3 separate regions of the Oryctolagus cuniculus genome follow, and all the other regions are linked to region 1. A link is a contact called in public Hi-C and Micro-C data. All regions are on one chromosome and are shown on one strand. Each heading gives the region's core, a stretch centred on a gene start, on an enhancer-like site or on the middle of the called end of the contact. The rest is flanking DNA. Distances are from core to core; before and after follow the strand shown.

Region 1 (3,982 bases), core at 1,087-3,586:
GATCTCTTTCTCCAGTTATTCTACTTTTCAACTCCTATCATACTTCTGATTTCTGTTAGCCCACCTCCCCTGGCCTCCAGGCTCACATCAGCACTCACTTCAAGCCCCAGGCAGACCCCATGCACTTCCGACATAATTTCCAGGCACGGCAGGAGGAATTCCTTTCTGCCCACAACACCGCACTCTAAGTGTAAACACTTGTGAACAATATGAAGGTGTAAAGGTTAGACCTGCAAATGAGAACCAAAACTTCCGACCTGCAGTACTTCCTCCTCTTCATCTGATAAGCCAACAGAAATTCCGACGAGGGATTTTTCATCTGCCCATCCACTGAAGGAATTTTAAATGCTGTAGGCAGAGGTAATCCTTTACAAAACAAAAAATTAATCTGCCTAAAGCAAGCCAAGTCAACCCAAGTATGTAGCCACCTGCAGTGAAGATTCTCCACCGGGCGCCTTTCCGGGCTATTGAAGTACATCAGTCAGGCAAACCGGCCCGGGTGCTTGCAGCACTCCAAAGTTAGGTGACACAACAAACAAGTTCTTCCCTCTCCCTCTGCCGTGGTCGCGTCATCCACCTGTTGCACTATCTGGAAAGTGGGCGCCAGGATCTAGGGAAGGAGCACCCCCATGATCTCTAAATTATTCAGCTGTGCTATTTTCTTAATAAATTGTAGCCTCATCCATTTTAACGACGCTGCCTTGGAGGCCAGGGCGCAGTGACTCCAGGTCACCTTCGAAAAGAGAGTCTAGCTTGGGAATCGACAGCTGTGACTTTCTGGACTTGGGAGTTTCTGAAGACTTGAGCATGCAGAGAGATGTACGGTGTGGCAGGGGCAGAGGAGCCGGGAGCGGGGCACAGGGGCAGCTCCGGGGGCCGGGTGGCGGCGGGGAGGTGGGCACCGCGACGGAAGCTCTTAGAGAAAGGACGCCGCTATCGGCCAAGGGGTCGGGCCCAGGGCCAGGGTCCGGGCCGAGCAGAGGACACGGGAAAGGTCCAAGCCGACCCAAAGCCCTCGCACTGACTGGGCAGCACCAACGGAGCACCGAAGGGTGCGAGGATTACAATCTAATGCTCGTCCCCCGCCCCCACCTCGAGAGAACTAAGCTGGAGGCGGAGACGCGAGCCTGGCAGCGCAGGGGGCCGGGGGTCGGGGCCGAGCCCGCCCGGAGAGAGGCCGCCGGCCTGGGCCAGGACGCGGGGCCGTACTCACCATGTCGTACACGTTGAGCACCACTAACTGGTTAGCCCCCATCCTCCTCCTTGCCGCCGCCGCCTCGTCCTCGAGCTGCTCCGTCTCCGCGGGGCCGGAGGCCGCTCCCACCCCCGCCGGCGCTTCAGGGGGCCTGAGCCGGGCGCTAAGCGTACAGCCCGGCCCGCCGCAGCCGGAGCGGAAGCATCGGGCAGCCGGGCCGCTCCGAGGCGCTGCCGACAGGAGCTACTGCGGGGCCGGGCCGGACCGGTGGCGGGCCCGCTCGGGCTCAGGCGCCTCCCCTAGGCGGCAGACACGTGGGGAAGGGCGGGGCCTGAGCGAGGGGCGGGCGCCGGGCGCCCCGTGGGCGGGGCCGGCCCGGCGCCAGGGCTGAGCCCGCTTGCGCTGTGGTACTTGGCTGCCGCTCCTCAGGACCTAAAATGGCGGCAGCCTCGGCATCTCTTCGCCCTGGAGGAGCGGGGCCCCAGAGAGACTGCAGTTCCCAGCATGCAGCGAGGATCCCAACCCTCCCCACCCCCACCCCCACTCCGTCTCGCTACTGGAAGGGCAGAGGCTGTCTCAACTGCCTTCGACTACAACTCCCAGCATGCTGCTGGGGTTCCGACCCTACCAGACTAGTTCTCCCAGGGAGACTACAGATCCCAGCATGCAGCGCTTTGCACCTGCGGGCGGATCCTTTGCTGCCTGTCCTTGACAGGAGGTGAAGTCCTCTACCTTCAACCTATCGCCGCTAGTGCTGGTGCTGGTGCTGGTGCTACTGGTTATATCTTGTTGAGCCCAATGAAGTCAAATGTAGCAAAGACCACAGTGATGAATCCGTTTTCCAGATCGCTCTCTTTTTTAGCAAGAGGAGGTGTGGGGGAATAAAGGAAGCGTTACTGGTATGAATGAGATGTCATGTGCATCCAGTTAATCTTCAACATAGAACTTGCATTTTATGAAACTATCCTGCTGAGATGGAAAAAGTACAGCACAACCCAGGGGTATAGAGGCGCTTCTGTGTTCAACAAATACTTACGTTCTTACCACATGCCAGGCGGTGTTGTAGACCATGGTGTGGAGGATCTGGGGCACAAGAAGGGGAGGATCTGGGGCACAAGAGGGGTTGACCTTTATTAGGAAGAATGGGCTAGAAGACTGGGTGCAAGATGTGGGTGCATTGTGATGGCATAGAAAGCAAGGAAGATAAGGACCCGCGTTATGGCTCAGCAGGTTAAGTTACTGCCTGCGACGCTGGCATCCCACCCGAGTGCCAAGTTGGAGTTCGCAGGGAAAGCAGGGGAAGATGGTCCAAGTCCTTGGGCCCCTGCTACCCACATGGGAGACCAGAATGGAGTTCCAGACCTGACCCATACGGCCATTTTGGGAGTAAACCAGCTGATGAACGATTTCTCTCTATCTCTTCCTCGCTGTGTAACTCTGCTTTTCAATTTTTTTTTTTTTTTAAGGGCAAGGTAGATAGCAATAGGTCAGAACTGAGATGAGGAAGGTGAGCATCCTTTTCTGATTTTTATCTTCTCAATGAATTGCAAAGCAAGATGAGAAGTGAGGAAAAGGGGTGTAGCAAGTTTGAATAAAGATGTAAAATAGAGAAAATAAGTATACTAAGGAAATATGGTTTGATTGCCAGGCAGTATTGAGGGGCAGCAAATTCTTTGTACCCCCGGTTGTAATTTGATTGTTCAGGTTACAAAGTTCTAAAATTTGTTTCTAAAATTTGTTTCCTGCTGTGGCATCCCTCCCCACCTAACCCAATGAACATACCACTTAATCCCATTTTTTTTTTTAAGATTTATTTATTTGAAAGAGTTACAGAGGTAGACTTCCCAGATAACCATAATGGCTGGGACTGGGTCAGGCCAAAGCCAGGAGCCAGGAGCTTCTTCTGGGTCTCCCATGTGGGTGGTAGGGGCCCAAGGACTTGGGCCATCTTTATGCAGGGGGCTGGATTGGGAGTGGAACGGCTGGAACACGAGCCAGCCCCATCTAGGATTCCGGCGTTTACCTGCTACACACACTGGCCCCTACTTAATCCCTTCTTCTAAATCCCTTTCTCCCAGGAATTGTGAGGACAAGCACTGAATACTTAAAATTCATTTAGTCCTGGCTGCTCTACTTTATATGAACAGCCAGTTCACTTCCCCTCTTACTCTGCACCCTCCCTTTGCTCTTTGTGATCTCATCCACTCTCAGGGCTGTAACTGTCACCTGCTACCTTCACAGATGCCTGTCCCTAGCTTCAACCTCTGCTCCCTCCTGAGTGCTGTAGAACCTGCAGCCTATCTGACTTCCCGTCCAGGATGTACTCATCACTGCAACAAATCACTGCAAGCTTATGGTCTAAAATCACTAATTTATTATCGTACAATTCTAGATATCAGAAGTCTAAGTATGGACTCCATGGGCTAAAATCAAGATCTGGGTCCCATTGGGAGGCTCTGGGGAAGAATGTGCTCTGTTGCCTTTTCCGGCTTCTGGAGGCTACTCTTGTTCTTTGGTTCATGGCCATACCACTGCAACCTCTATTCGTGTCATCATATCCTTTTTGACATTCTTTTTCTCACACAGAAAGATCTGTGCAATAAGATTGGGCCCACCCGGATAATCCTGAATAATCTCCCCATCTGAAGATCCTTAATCATGTCTGCTAAATCCTCTTTTCCTGTGAAAGGTAACATCCTTCTGGGTTCTGGGGATCACATGTGAAAATCTCTTGATCCCTTTGAATTTATCAGGTGTAAAATAGAATTCATCATCTGATGATGGAGT
Region 2 (3,982 bases), core at 776-3,275, 380 kb before region 1:
AAAAAAAAAAAATAGAGCTTTTCTGAAGGCTCCAAAAAGGAAACCAAAGTAGAGTGTGATTTTTCACTTCTAAGATGTTCGATTCTACGGTCTCGTAATTCTTTCGGTGTTTTTGCCAATTATCAAACAATTATTTTGGCGTGACTAAGAGGACGGTTAACCGAGGACCCGATTTTAAATCACAGCCCTGAATTAAAGACAACGTCCGGGCCCTTGAAAACTAAACGTGGATGTTAGGGATCCGCGGCTCCGCACGGGCAACACATCAATCCTCTCGGCCCGCCGCAACCCGGCCAGACCGCCCCGCGCACCGCGGCGCAAGCGCGGCCCCGCCCGCTCTCGCTTTTTCCCTCTTTATGAACAGCTGCGTGGGCCGTTACTGTTTCTGTGTTTTTAAGATGCCGGACGAGGTGCAGCCCCGAGTCCCACCACCAGAGAGGCGCGGCAGGAGCGGCTGTGACCCCGAGGCCGTCCTCTCGCGTCCTCACCGAGGCGGCAAGATGGTGGCCGCAAACGCCATCCAGCCGGGGCCGGGGCGGGGCTTCAGCGCGGGCTGAGCGGACTCCGCCAGATTTGGGCGGCCAGAACCCGTCCCCGGCCAGGCCGGCCCCCCGGTGCCCACAGCCGGGACAGCTGCTGGTGTGGCGCCTGCGGCAGCGAGACCCCGACCAGGGTGTGGAGGCGGCGGCGGCGACCGTGAACAACGACGCCATTATCAGCGTCCGCGGGCCGGCGCCTCCTCCGCAGCCCGCGCTGCAGCAGGCCGGGCCTCCGCGGGCGGGGGAGGAGGACGCCGCTGGCGGGGGCGGGGGAGGGGAGGGGAGGGGCGGGGCCCGGCGGCGGCCCGGGCGGGCTGCGGGGCCGGGGGCGGGAGGGCACCCTCCGGAGGCCACCCTTTTCCCGCGGCAGGGACAAGATGGAGGGTGGCCCGCCCCTCCCCGGCCGGGACAGCCCCGGGTCGCAGCGGGCGACGAGGGCAGCCCTCCCCTCGGCGCGCCTACCTGTACCTTCTCTATCATCCGCCATCTTGTAGCCGCGCCGGTCGCCGGGGAGAAGCCCACCGTTAACGGTTAACGTCGGTCCCGGCGTCCTTGCCCCCTGCGGGTCCCCTCCCCCGCGCACCCCCGCGCACCCTGGAGGCGGGGTGGCTCGGAATCGTGGGGAAGGAAGACCCCGGGCGGCGGTAGAGGGAACACTGGGAGCTGGCGCGCTTCCCGCCACGACCCTCGGGCGCGCGCGCCGCCGGCGGGTCGGCCGTTGGACCCGGTGTCGCCCTCCAGCCCGGGGGCCCGAGCCCGGGGACTTTGGGTCTAGGGGAGTTTATTTCACAAGGTTCCGGGCCCCTCCTTTCTCACCCCTTGGGGGCCGCGCGCGCACAGAGTGCTCGCCCCCTCCCCTCGTGTTTGCAAGACGTGGCGTTGCTTTTTTTTTTTTTTTCTTTTCCCCAAACTGCCGATTTGGAAACGCAGCCAGAGCTGCTGGGTGAAGAGCTCAGCTCCTGGGGGGGTAAGGGGGGCAGACCCGAGCCGCCCTCCAGCCTCCTCCCTCCCCATTCACAGCCGCGCTGGTCCCCCGGTCCGCGCCGCCCTGTCCCGGAGCGAGCGAGCCAGCGAGCGCCCCGCCGCCTGTGAGAACTGGGGCTGCAACGGAAAAACTGGGCCGGGCGCAAGAGGAAACCAGAGCCATTCGACTATTATTACTGCGGGAGAGGAGTCGCTGTAGAAAAACATGTGCAAAATACGCGCAAACATTGCGTCGTCAAGGCTGCGATGCCTGATACAAAATAGAAGGTTCTCCTAGCAACAAAAATGGGGCTGGGTTGTGCTCGGTGTTGCATACGTTTAAATGTGTTTTTTTCTGGTGAAATCTGGCTTGACCTGCGTTGTTATCATAGGAGTTTTCAAAAGTGCTTTCCTGAAACTCGGCAGCTGTGACAGTGTCATGGCAGTTTTTTTCTTTTTAGGCTATGTTCACTAGGATATTTTCTTCTGAAAAAGAGCTTTCAATAAAATCCTGATGATGTGTTTCAAACGAGTCATTTATTCAAACTATTTCAATGTGTATGTATTTCAGTGTGTATGTGTATGTGCTAAACAATTTGTAACATAAAACTGATTTATAAACCGGTAACCATAACTTTTTAAGAGGCCTTCGAAATACAACATATTTAATGATTTTATTAACAGTTTTTAGTGCTCCTTTTATTCTGGTTCTGTAATCTGAGTAAGCCCTAAAGCAAACTGACTGTATTCTTCATTATAAAAATACACATTTGGGGGGATGGTGTTGTGACACAGCGCATAAAGCCACCACCTGTCTCATAGGGGCTCTGGTTCAAGTCCCAGCTGCTCCAATTCCAATCCAGCTCCCTGCAAATCAACCTGGGAAAGCAGCAGTTGGCCCAGGTGTTTGGGCTCCTGCCATTTAATGAGGGAGGCTGGGTTGAAGCACCTGGCTCCTGGCTTTGGCCTGGCCTAGCCCCAGCCATTGCAGCCATCTAGGGAGTGAATCAGCATGTCTCCCTCTAAGTAACTTTCATATAAATAAATCCTTTAAAAAATGCATTTTCCTATTGAAGATATCATTTGGTGCTGTGATCAGCATTCTGTGTGAATTTGAATATAAACAATTGAATCATCACAAAATAGCTTGTATTGGAAGATAAATGCTTACATAAAATGATTCCAATTGTATATAGTATGTTCTTAATACCCAGAAATACTCATTAACATTCATTTATATTTAAATCCTACACTCATTGTGTGCTAATTATTTATTTTTAAAGGCTCTCCATATAAATAAGGAAGGGTTTGAAGAAAGTAGGAAACTCCAAATCTGCTCTCGGGCTCACTTGTCACTGCTCTGGCTTTGCTTAGCTGTTGGCAGGCTTTTTTCTTTCTGGAATGCCTGTCCCCAGCTCTCCGTGCACCAGCAGGCACTCTCCCACAAACTGCTGTCCCCTGCTGCTTGTCCTGCTGATGACCTTCAAGGTCACCTACTCCTTCAAGTTTGCCCTCTCAACCCCTTCCTCAGGGAGCTTCTCACGCTGATTTGCTATGGCTTTCCTCCCTCCAGAGGAGGGAACTGCTTCACTCAGCCATATGTCCCTGGTGCCTGGAACAACTCCTCAGTTTTTTTATCTCAAATAATACATAGATCAACAATTAAGAATTAGTCTTCACGGGGACTTGTTGAGAAGATCCACATCTACAACATTCATTGCAAGTAAGGCAGTTTGTCCATTTGCATTGTATTTTTTTGTGTGTAAGTATTGGCAGTACAGGTTAATAAGAATGAAACCCTGAGCCGGCGCCGTGGCTCACTAGGCTAATCCTCCACCTTGCGGCGCCAGCACACCCGGTTCTAGTCCCGGTCGGGGCGCCGGATTCTGTCCCGGTTGCCCCTCTTGCAGGCCAGCTCTCTGCTGTGGCCAGGGAGTGCAGTGGAGGATGGCACAAGTGCTTGGGCCCTGTACCCCATGGGAGACCAGGAGAAGCACCTGGCTCCTGGCTCCTGCCATTGGATCAGTGCGGTGCGCCGGCCGCGGTGCGCCAGCCGCCGCGGCCATTGGAGGGTGAACCAACGGCAAAGGAAGACCTTTCTCTCTCTCTCTCTCTCTCTCTCTCTCTCACTGTCCACTCTGCCTGTCAAAAAAAAAAAAAAATGAATGAAACTCTTATACTCTTATATAAAAATTTAAAAGCTCAATTTATTATTCTAAGAGTTGAACTGTGTTGTGGCCCAGCGGGTTAAGCCACTGCTTGTGACACCTGCTCCCATATTGGGAGCACTAGGGTCCCAGCCGCTCTGCCTCAGAGTCAGCCCCCTGCTAATGCACCTGGGAAAGCAATGGAAAGTGGCCCAAGTGCTTGGGGCCCTGCACCCTTGTGGGAGACCCGGAAGAAGCAAGCCTGGCCCAGTTCCAGCCATTGAGGCCATTTGGTGAGTGAACCAGCAAATGAAATTTCTCTCTCCTGTCACT
Region 3 (3,982 bases), core at 1,086-3,585, 300 kb before region 1:
CAGTTACTTGAGCTCCCACCTGATACGGGCCAGGGTGTAAATGAGCAGGAAAATGGAATGGAAGCCAGCGCTGGGACCTGAACCCAGCTCCTCTGATATGGGGCGCAGTCATCCCAAGTGGCATCTTAACTGCTGTGCCACGTCTGCCCCAACCAAGTGATGAAATATGGACCGAGAGACTTCCGCTGTTTGTAAAAAGGACAGATGGTGAGATGATGGTTTTCTGGGCATTTAGAGCAACCGTTTTTCTTTCAAATTTTGTCTAAAGGAGCACTGGGATGAGAGTGAGGGTCTCATTTCCTTTTTTTAAAGGATTGATTTATTTATTCGAAAGAGAGAAAGAGAGGGAGAGAGATCTTCATCTGCTGGTTCAGTCCCCTAAGTGGCTGCAACAACCAGGGCTGGGCCAGGCCAAATTCAAGAGTCAGGAGCCCCATCTGGGTCTTCCATGTGGGTGCAGAGGCACAAGTACTTGGGCCATCTTTCTGCTTTCCCAGGCGGGTAACAAGGAGCTGGATCAGAAGGGGAACAGTGGGACTTGAATCAGAACCCCAGTGGGATGCCACTGTTGCAGAAGGTGACTTAGCTATGCCACAGCTCTAAAACGAGCAGGCTGGGGGTGATCTGACCCATCCAACTCTCAACCCTCTGCAAAGCTCTGGGAGATGAAGTCATGGAAACTTCTCATGTGTACCAGAAGTAGTAATTCATTTATTAATATAAATGGTTTAATAATCATCTAAGAACAATGTAAAACTCTATTATGCTTATATAAGCTTGGTTTTCATAGTTTTTTCTGTGTTAAATGGAAATTGTTTCCTTCTGACTAAAATTTAAAAACATAAATTAAATCTGAGGACACATACACATTAGAGGACCATCGACATAATTGCACTTAACTCTGATTCATTAATTACCCAGTTGGAGAACATCGAAGCCCCCTGCAGCTCTCTTCCCAATTCTGAATGAGAGCAAGGAAGAGTTCAAATTCGTCTGTGGCTTGTTGGCAAGCTTCAGCAACATAGCCAAAGGCCAAGTGAATTTCTGACACTATTTGGACGCTTCTACTTCCGGGCTGTCCTAGTCCCCTCTGTTAATTTGAGGATTACCAGTACTGCACACTATTAATCTCAACTCAAATAATCTCACGGATGTCAGTATTTCACCTTATGCCTGAATACAGGGTAAGACACATTTCTTAAAAACTGTTGAAAAGCAGCTTTTAAAAACGAACATTTGTGGATCAGTTACATCACCTCAGCCTACGGGACAAGATTTGCATTTCTGTACTTCCACATTTCAAATCAATAGCACAGCAGTCTTTTTGTGCAGCAGGTCTCTTTCCTCATTCCCACGGGGATCGCTGGCCTGGCACTGTGGGGACGCTGGGGGATTAGGATGCTACCCCGGATTGCCACTCTCAAACTTCAACCACGATCCAATCACGGATTTCTTTTTGAGAGCGAGGTCTCTCATGGCCCGTCTGCCAGACTGTCGCCCTGTTCCATCTCAGGAGCCTTTGGTTTGGGCACCATTGGGTCCCCGCGGGGACAGGGAGAAAATCCACGGGTGGCAGGTCCTAGCTGCGCTTCGCCCTCCTCACCGCACGCCCGGGCCTGAATGACAAACATCAGGCCCCACAGAGGCCTCTGCAAGGCCACTGACGCCATGCGTGTGGCTGCCGCGAAGAGCGCGCTTTGCGGATGCAGACCGGAGGAGGGGAGAAGCCGCTTTCCCAGGCCCCGCACCGGGGGCTGCCGAAGACACAAAAGAAAGGCTTCCCGAATTTAAAAGGCCATTCGCCAGGCCGGCTTAGAAAAATGAAAGGAGATACGAGGCCGGAGGTGGGGGGGGAGAGGGGGGGAAGAAGGGACGAACCAACTCTCCGTGTGCTGACTGCCAGGCTGGGTTAGACAAGCCAGAGCGGAAATAAAATCCCGAGGCGTTTTAAAACGGTATAGCAGGAGGGGCACCCAGGACGGCAATACTAAGATGGAAGAAAAGGTGGAGGGGTTCGAGCTGAAAACGCCAAGCTGAGCTCTGCTAGCATTTCAAGCCGAGCAGCCGCCCAGGCTGGGAGGCCAAGAGCAGAACGAGCTCCCTCGGCAGAAACCCAGTGGACTTTGCAGCGGGCCGGTTAAACCGAAAGGCGGTTTCCTTCTCCTCCATTTGCTCGGCACCCAATAGGAAGCGCACTGCGCGGCCTGTGCCGCGCTCCCGACCCGGGCCTCGGCGTGGGGGCGGGGAGGCAGGGACGGTGCTGGGCGGGGCCGAGCGCGAGCGCGCTCCCGCCTTCCTGCTGCGCGGCGCGCCCGTCAGCGCGGGGGGCGGGGCGGCTATATTACGTGCGCGGCGCCGCCCCTGCGAGAGGACGTTGCGTGCTCGCTCGCGCCAGGCGAGTCTCCGCGTCTCCCTCGCGAACTCGGTGAAAGGAATTGGCGCCGTTCGACACCAGGCGGGTCCTCTCTGCAGCACGAACCCACCTCCAGCCGCAGCCGCCGCCCGGACCGAGGAGCAGCCGCAGCAGCCGCTACCAGTGGCCGAGTGAGCGGAGCCCAGTCCGAGCCAAGCTCCCTGCCGCGAATCGGGGCCCTCATCATGAGTTCCTCGCCTGTTAATGTAAAAAAGCTGAAGGTGTCTGAGCTGAAAGAGGAGCTCAAGAAGCGGCGCCTCTCCGACAAGGGCCTCAAGGCCGAGCTCATGGAGCGACTCCAGGCTGCGCTGGACGACGAGGAGGCCGGGGGCCGCCCCGCCATGGAGCCCGGGAACGGCAGCCTAGACCTGGGCGGGGATTCCGCCGGGCGCTCGGGAGCAGGCCTCGAGCAGGAGGCCGCGGCCGGCGGCGACGACGACGAGGAGGAGGAGGAAGAGGAGGAGGAAGGGATCGCCGCCCTGGATGGCGACCAGATGGAGCTAGGAGAGGAGAACGGGGCCGCGGGGGCGGCCGAGTCGGGCCCGATGGAGGAGGAGGAGGCCGCCTCGGAAGACGAGAACGGCGATGATCAGGGCTTCCAGGAAGGGGAGGACGAGCTCGGCGACGAGGAGGAGGGCGCGGGCGACGAGAACGGGCACGGGGAGCAGCAGCCTCAACCGCCGGCGGCGCCGCAGCAACAGCCTCCGCAGCAGCGCGGGGCGGCCAAGGAGGCCGCGGGGAAGAGCAGCGGCCCCACCTCGCTGTTCGCGGTGACGGTGGCGCCGCCCGGGGCGAGGCAGGGCCAGCAGCAGGCGGGAGGTAAGAAGAAGGCGGAAGGCGGCGGAGGAGGCGGTCGCCCCGGGGCTCCGGCGGCGGGTGAGTGCTGCGTTGTACGTTGCGCGCGGCGGGAGGCCCGCGTGGGGTGGGGACCGGGCCCCCGGCCTGCCGGAGCCCCCCGCTGGTGGCTGGGTGGGCGGCGGTGGGGGGAGGGAGGGGTGCGGGGAATCCCAGATTAGCCGAGAGGCCTGGGGCTCGGGGTGTGTGTGTGCGTGTGCGTGTGTGACGGCGGTGGCAGCGCCTCCATTATGTGGCTCGGGAGCCGGGGCGGGGGTGGGGGCGGGGGAGCTGCAGCTGCCGCGGGAGGGGGGGAGGAGCCCCGTCGGCCCGCGGTGGCGCCGCCGCGCTGTGTGTGCGCGCGGTGCGGGCACATGGCTCAGGGCGGGGGGAGGGGAGAGGCCCGAGGTCCCGGGGCGGGCGCGCTTTGGCGGCTCCTCGCCGCGGTATTGTGCAAGGAGCGCAGGGGCTCGGCGTGACGTCACTTCCGGCGGGAGGAGCCGGCGCGCCGAGCGGGGCGGAAGATCCGTACAATGCGGCCGCGGGCTGCGCGGGCCCGGGTGGGGGAGGGGCCGCCGCCCCCGCGCCCCTCCCCCTCCTGACCGCTCGTCGGGATCCACGTGGGCTCGGGGCCTCCGGCGCGCAGTTGCGCTTAAGCTTTCTTGAAGCCTCCGGTAGACGGGCCGAATTAGTAACGTCTTTAGGCTGCGTCACTAACTCCAATCCAATTCCAAG

Evidence for each region. A called contact is a pair of places that touch in the nucleus more often than the background predicts.
Region 2: a contact with region 1 is called in a Hi-C map of psoas muscle, with 3 times the contacts expected there. The contact joins the promoter of EFCAB2 here to the promoter of DESI2 in region 1. A contact is called at or near these places in 2 of 6 Hi-C or Micro-C datasets (psoas muscle and an unstated tissue).
Region 3: a contact with region 1 is called in a Micro-C map of ear pinna, with 6 times the contacts expected there. The contact joins the promoter of HNRNPU here to the promoter of DESI2 in region 1. A contact is called at or near these places in 2 of 6 Hi-C or Micro-C datasets (ear pinna and psoas muscle).

Annotation. Positions count from the first base shown.
Region 1 is chr13:64,599,225-64,603,206 of mOryCun1.1, reverse strand. DESI2 (desumoylating isopeptidase 2) reads right to left here and starts at 2,336. Exons shown (of 5, transcript XM_051821504.2): 1 at 2,240-2,336. The coding sequence starts at 2,266. CATSPERE (catsper channel auxiliary subunit epsilon) reads right to left here. Exons shown (of 22, transcript XM_070055618.1): 22 at 2,470-3,982.
Region 2 is chr13:64,976,069-64,980,050 of mOryCun1.1, reverse strand. It overlaps EFCAB2 (EF-hand calcium binding domain 2), which reads right to left and starts at 2,025. Exons shown (of 7, transcript XM_008268166.4): 1 at 1,008-2,025. The coding sequence starts at 1,026.
Region 3 is chr13:64,896,888-64,900,869 of mOryCun1.1, reverse strand. HNRNPU (heterogeneous nuclear ribonucleoprotein U) reads left to right here and starts at 2,335. Exons shown (of 14, transcript XM_017347701.3): 1 at 2,335-3,232. The coding sequence starts at 2,599.